2 separate regions of the Hordeum vulgare genome follow, and region 1 is linked to region 2. A link is a contact called in public Hi-C data. All regions are on one chromosome and are shown on one strand. The core of a region is the stretch at or near the end of the contact, and the rest is flanking DNA. Distances in the headings are between cores, read along the strand shown.

Evidence for each region. A called contact is a pair of places that touch in the nucleus more often than the background predicts.
Region 1: a contact with region 2 is called in a Hi-C map of leaf, with 5 times the contacts expected there. The contact joins the promoter of LOC123449094 here to the promoter of LOC123449092 in region 2. A contact is called at or near these places in 4 of 6 Hi-C or Micro-C datasets (leaf and seedling) and 1 of 1 datasets of contacts at active chromatin or transcription factors (embryo).

The regions. Positions count from the first base shown.
Region 1 is chr4H:489,463,207-489,466,023 of MorexV3_pseudomolecules_assembly, forward strand. It overlaps LOC123449094 (eukaryotic translation initiation factor NCBP), which reads left to right and starts at 1,409. Exons shown (of 6, transcript XM_045126180.1): 1 at 1,409-1,682; 2 at 1,798-1,890; 3 at 1,992-2,096; 4 at 2,199-2,276. The coding sequence starts at 1,512.
Region 2 is chr4H:489,116,315-489,119,014 of MorexV3_pseudomolecules_assembly, forward strand. It overlaps LOC123449092, which reads right to left and starts at 1,391. Exons shown (of 2, transcript XM_045126177.1): 1 at 565-1,391; 2 at 82-462. The coding sequence starts at 1,203. The coding sequence ends at 376.

The DNA of each region.
Region 1 (2,817 bases), core at 159-2,658, 350 kb after region 2:
AAGTCGTCCAAAAAAGACCGCGTGTGTTAAAAACTGATGTTTTGTGTGTCGGAGATAAAAAATGATGCTCTAGCACAAACTGTAAAATAGACGCGTACAAAAATGATGCTCCCGTGCTGTAAATATTGAGCGTGCTGCTTTTCAGGTTGCAAATTTGGGGCGCCGAATCATGCACTTCATAATTCGCACCGCGTGTTATTTTGAACGCGTGTTTTTTGGCATTAAAAAAAATGTTGGTCCACGTATAATAAAAAAGGAAAACTTTTGCGTCTACACACTTCCACCGGTCGCTATCGCTCGCTCCCTTTTTCACGTGGAGACAGGCTGGCGGTGACGCTCGTTTTTTTTCCTTTCTTCTCTGCTTCTTCTTCCTCTTGTCTCCGTTTTTTCCTTTTTTCTCTGCTTCTTCTTCCTCCCATTTCCGTTAGATCCATCTCGTTTTTATTAGATTCATGATGGATGGAAAAGTTACATCGGGGTACACGAGAGCTGCAACCGACATACGGAGGAGCTGTAAACAGCAAAGCGACGGGGGTTATGGGTGGGTGGGTGATCCCATGGTTGGCAGGTGAGGTTGCTGCACGAGGACCCGAAGGGATGGTGTCGCGAATGCTACAACCACGTACCACAAAAGCTACAAGCGTCAAAAAAAGTTACAACCGTTGATAAAAAAGCTACAACCACGTCCATCAGAGTTGCAGCCAAAGTTCATTGAAGTTGTAGCCGGAGTTGCAACCATGATGTAAAAATGCTGCAACCATTATACAAATTTGCTATATCCGTCATTCCGTTTTGTTGCAACTGTATTGTTTTTCTATAACAGTTGGCATGGCCGAGCTGCAACCATGATGAAAAAATGCTACAATTATTATACAAATTTGCTACATCCGTCGTTCTGTTTTGTTACAACCGGTATTACTTTTTAGCTACCACCGACAATTTTTTTTGCTGCACGGAAGGCGAGATGTTGGTGGTGGGTTGATGGGAACCACGACGTCGACGTCGAGCGCGATGAGCAGGCTGACGACGGGACGACGACGATGAGCGTGCGGGAGCCCGCGGGCTACTTGCACACGGCGGCGCGTGCGAGATGTAGGGGAGGCGGAGGGATCGGGATGCGCGTTGAGCTGCGTGAGGAGGATGAAGGAGCGGGGGAGATCCAACGATGCGGGAGACTCCAATCATACGGCTGCGCTGTGACCGGCGCGAGTTTTCGAGCCGGCGCGTCGACGTTCAATACTGTTCTAATAAAAATATTATAATAATGTGTTAAAACTTTTATTGCACGTGAAATTTTTGAGTCACTGTTTGGAGAAGCTGTGAGAAAAAGATTTCAGACCCACACCTTACGGAATAGAAGCGCTCCCTGGCACGGTTCATCCCTATCGAAGAGGACCAAAAAGGCACAAACCCACTCCCATCCCCCCGTCACGCGTCTCCCGGACCCTTCCTCGTCTCTCTCTCTCTGAACTCCCAACCCAGCCGACCAAATCGCCGCACGAGGGGGCGCCATGGAGGCGGCGGTGGAGAGGAAGGTGCCCGAGCAGGAGGAGCAGCTACAGCCGTCGCACGCCCGGGCCGAGGACGCGCCGCCCGCCGCCGTCGAGGAGGAGGACGAGGCGGAGGCCGAGGAGAGCGAGCGCCGCAACCGCGAGCTCAAGGCCGGCCTCCATCCTCTCAGGGTAAGACCCGCCCGCCGCCGCTAGATCTAAACCTTATCCCCGTTTCCCGTTCCAGAAATGCCTGAACCTTTGAATCTCAGAGGAAGCCGGATGTAATCTCCTTTCTTGTCCGCAGCGCAAGCTCGTGCTCTGGTACACACGCCGGACGCCCGGGACGAGGTCGCAGTCGTACGAGGACAACATCAAGAAGATCGTCGATTTCAGCACTGTACGTGTCTCCGTCACAGCAGGTTGCTTTCAGGGTTTTTTCTTAGTTAGGTCAGTGGAGCTTACTGATTGATATTGCTGTTTGGAATTGGATGACTTTAGGTCGAGTCGTTCTGGGTTTGCTACTGCCACCTCGCACGCCCGTCCGCCCTACCGAGCCCCACGGACCTGCATCTTTTCAAAGAGGGTGTCCGTCCACTCTGGGAGGTATTGCTCCGAACAAGCTGTTGTTTTTTCAGTAGTGTCTGTGTTTAGTATTGGTGTCATGTCTACCATGCTTCTAGTGGTTAATGCATTTTGACTGGGCAGGATCCTGCAAATCGGAATGGCGGCAAGTGGATTATACGGTTCAAGAAGGCTGTTTCTGGGCGTTTCTGGGAGGATTTGGTAAGTAATCTATTTGTGCTTTCGTTGGGCTGTAAGATTAGGTCATCATACAAACTTCGGTTGTTGTTCTTTAAACCCTCAACTAGGACTTCCCTTCCTGTGCCACCATGAAGTACTATACATTAGCCTACTTGATTTGTGGAAAATTCTACCCCTCCGTTCCTAAATATAAGTCTTTTAAGAGATTTCACTAGGGCTCTACATACGGAGCAAAATGAGTGAATCTACACTCTAAAGTATGTCTATATACATCCGTATGTAGTCCACCGGTGAAACCTCTAAATGACTTATATTTAGGAACGGAGGGAGTAGTTCTTATCATCATGGGATTCTCAAGTGATGTTTTTACTTTGTTCATGACTGGTCTTTAATTGCATTATAACCTTGTGGGATGCTGTGAGGAGTTAGTGATGGTCTGATGGATCAAACATTTCATTCCTCAAGTGAAACAAGAAACTTAGGTCTAGATTTGGAACAGGATAGCCCTTGTTCTGTTTATAGAGCGGAAATGTTTTTTCCTTCAGAATGGCATTCCTCATGA
Region 2 (2,700 bases), core at 141-2,640:
CGGAAAGGGGCCGGTCAGATTCCACTCGCCCCTCACCTTTAGCACCGCACCACTTCCCTTTGCTCCTAAGCAACGGCGATGGAAGAAGAAAGAACCATGGCGATTTATGTACTCACTGCTAATGGCATCCAGTAATAATTCACAAGAATCAGTGGTAACCTCCTCCTCCTCCTCCTAAGGTGAGGTGAGGTGAGAGCTCAAAATTTACCCGGCCCCCACGCGCAGCAAAGGAATCGAAACCCGAGATTAGAGACTACTGTAGAATCGACGTACAGATTCCCCCATCCACATATATCTATCTCCGCTAGATTAATACCAGCAGCTTCCGCTTCTGCGGCGGCGGCGGCGGCGAGGTTGGCCTGGTCCGCTTGCTGCCTACACGCTTAGCCCGTCCACGCCGCATTGCTTGTATGTCACCGACTGCCGCTTCGGGCTGATGTCGATCGCGCAGTCCACCGACACCTGGTTTTGTTCACGAGTCCCTTTCGATCAGCCCAGCGCTTGCGGACGAAGCGAAGCGAAGCGAGAAAGTTGGTTTCGGGGGGGCAGGGTGGGGGAATTTACCTGGACTTTGGGGGAGGAGAAGCCGAGCACGAGGATCTTGGCGGCGACGTCGCCGGTGATGCGGAACTCGACGCGGTCGTTGAGCGCGGCGTCGCGGATGAGGTCCTGGGCGTCGGACTGTAGCACGTTGAAGCGGTCGACGATGACGCGGGTCTGGAGCAGGCGGGTGCTGTGCGCGGGCTGCTCGAACCCGGGGACGGCCGCCACCCCGAGCGGCACCCCGTGGTACATGACGTCCAACGCCGTGGCGCCGTAGCGGATTCCCACCTTGTTGGCGTTCACGGCGGTGAAGAGGAGCGTGATGTTGAGGGAGAGGTAGGCGGCGGCGGGGGCCGCGGCGACGGTCGGCGACGCGGACACGGCTGGGGACGGCGGGGCCACGAGGAGGTACTGAACGGCGACCTGGTTGAGGTCGAACTGGGGCTTGCGTGGCTTGACGGCGAGGACGACGACGAGCGCGACGGCGAGGGCCAGGAGGGCGAGGAAGATAACGAGCATGAAGATGCAGCAGCAGCAGCCGCGGAAGGAGGCCGAGGAGCCGTAGGAGGGCGGCGCGCCCCCGTAGTGCGGGCGGCGCTGCGGGTAGGAGGGCGGGCCGTGGCCGTGGCCGTAGCGGTCGGCGTCGGATCCGGTCGTCATGGCCGCCGTCGCCGCGGGGAGGAGCGAGGTGGGGGTGGGTGGGGAGGGATGGTTTTGGATTTTCGGAGCTAATGCGGCATCTGCGACGTGGTGCTTGCGGGGGTTTGCGATTGATGTGGGGAAGGTGGTGCGAGTGCGAGTGGGGTGGAAGGAAGGAAGAGGGGAAAGTCGGGAGAGGGTGATTACGATTTACGGGGCTTGGCAGAAGCGTAGGAGTAGAAGTGGGAGTAAACAGGTGGTGGGGCTGTGTGTTTAGTGGGTGCTTTATTTGTTTGTTTGTTTGTTCTCTCGTGCTCCGGTCTGCTTCGGCTCGGGATTTGCAGAAAGAAAAGAATACCGGGCTTGTGTCATTGTCGACACCGCCGAACCTAATTTCAGCACGCAATGGAGCTGGACCTGTTGTACCCAAAAAAAAAAAAAACATGAACTGGGGCCAAGAGAGGAGAGTATAAATTTAAAGGGAGCATCTGAAACTCATTCGAACGAGATTTAAAATGATCTCATTCAGATGACGTCTCTATGACATTGGCCCTGTTTGGATACTCTAACCTGGTTAGAGTTAGAGTTAGTTAACTAACTCTAACTCTAAAGGTGTTTGGATGAGAGGATTAGATGGACAATAAATGTTTTTTCTCAATCATTTGGCTACTTTGGACCTCTCTCTTTTCGTGGACCCCACCTACTCTAACCCCAAAAAGCACCTCTTGAATGGGTTAGAGTTTTTGGGTTGGTTAGATGCATCTAACCAACTCTAACCCATTTGTTTGGATCTTTGAGAGTTAGATGGCTTAAATCTAATCCACTCTAACTCTAACCCTAGGATCCAAACAGGACCATTGTGTTTATCTCTTCCAGCCCGTTTCCCTCGCCGACGAAGACCATCCTTCTTTGTCAACCGAAAACACAAGAAATTGTCCTAAAAAAGTGCACAGTCTCACACACATTGAGCCGTACCCCTTTCTGCTCTCGCTGTACAAGCCAAGCCACTCACTCTCGCACTTGCACATTCTCATGGCGGCACTCTCAGCGAGCCAAGACAAGCAGCGGCAGCAGCTCATCCTTGCTCTCTTTCTCTTCGTCTTGGGGTCCCAAAGTTGGCGCTACTGCTCGACATGTTATGATGATGAGCAGGAAGCTGATAGGATGGTCGCACTGTAGTTGCAGCTGCGGTTGTGTATGATGAGTTGACTTGCGTTCGGGTCGGGGCGGTTGCAACTACTGCAAGAAAGGAAAACCGATAAAAACAAATAAAATGCTTTATTGCCCCCAACCACCCTCCTCAACCCTGGTTGCAATCGCAGTATATGTCTTGCGGTTACGGTTGGTGAGGGAGTTCTCGATTAAGGGGTCCTCGGGCGGTTGGGTTATCAAGATGGAAAGCTCTGAATACTAGACATGCACTCCAAGTCACGAGGACCAGTTCGACCCATCTATCCCCTAGGAACCTTGGTGTCTATATAAACCAAAGGCTCTTATGCGTATAGGCAGGTTATCTCA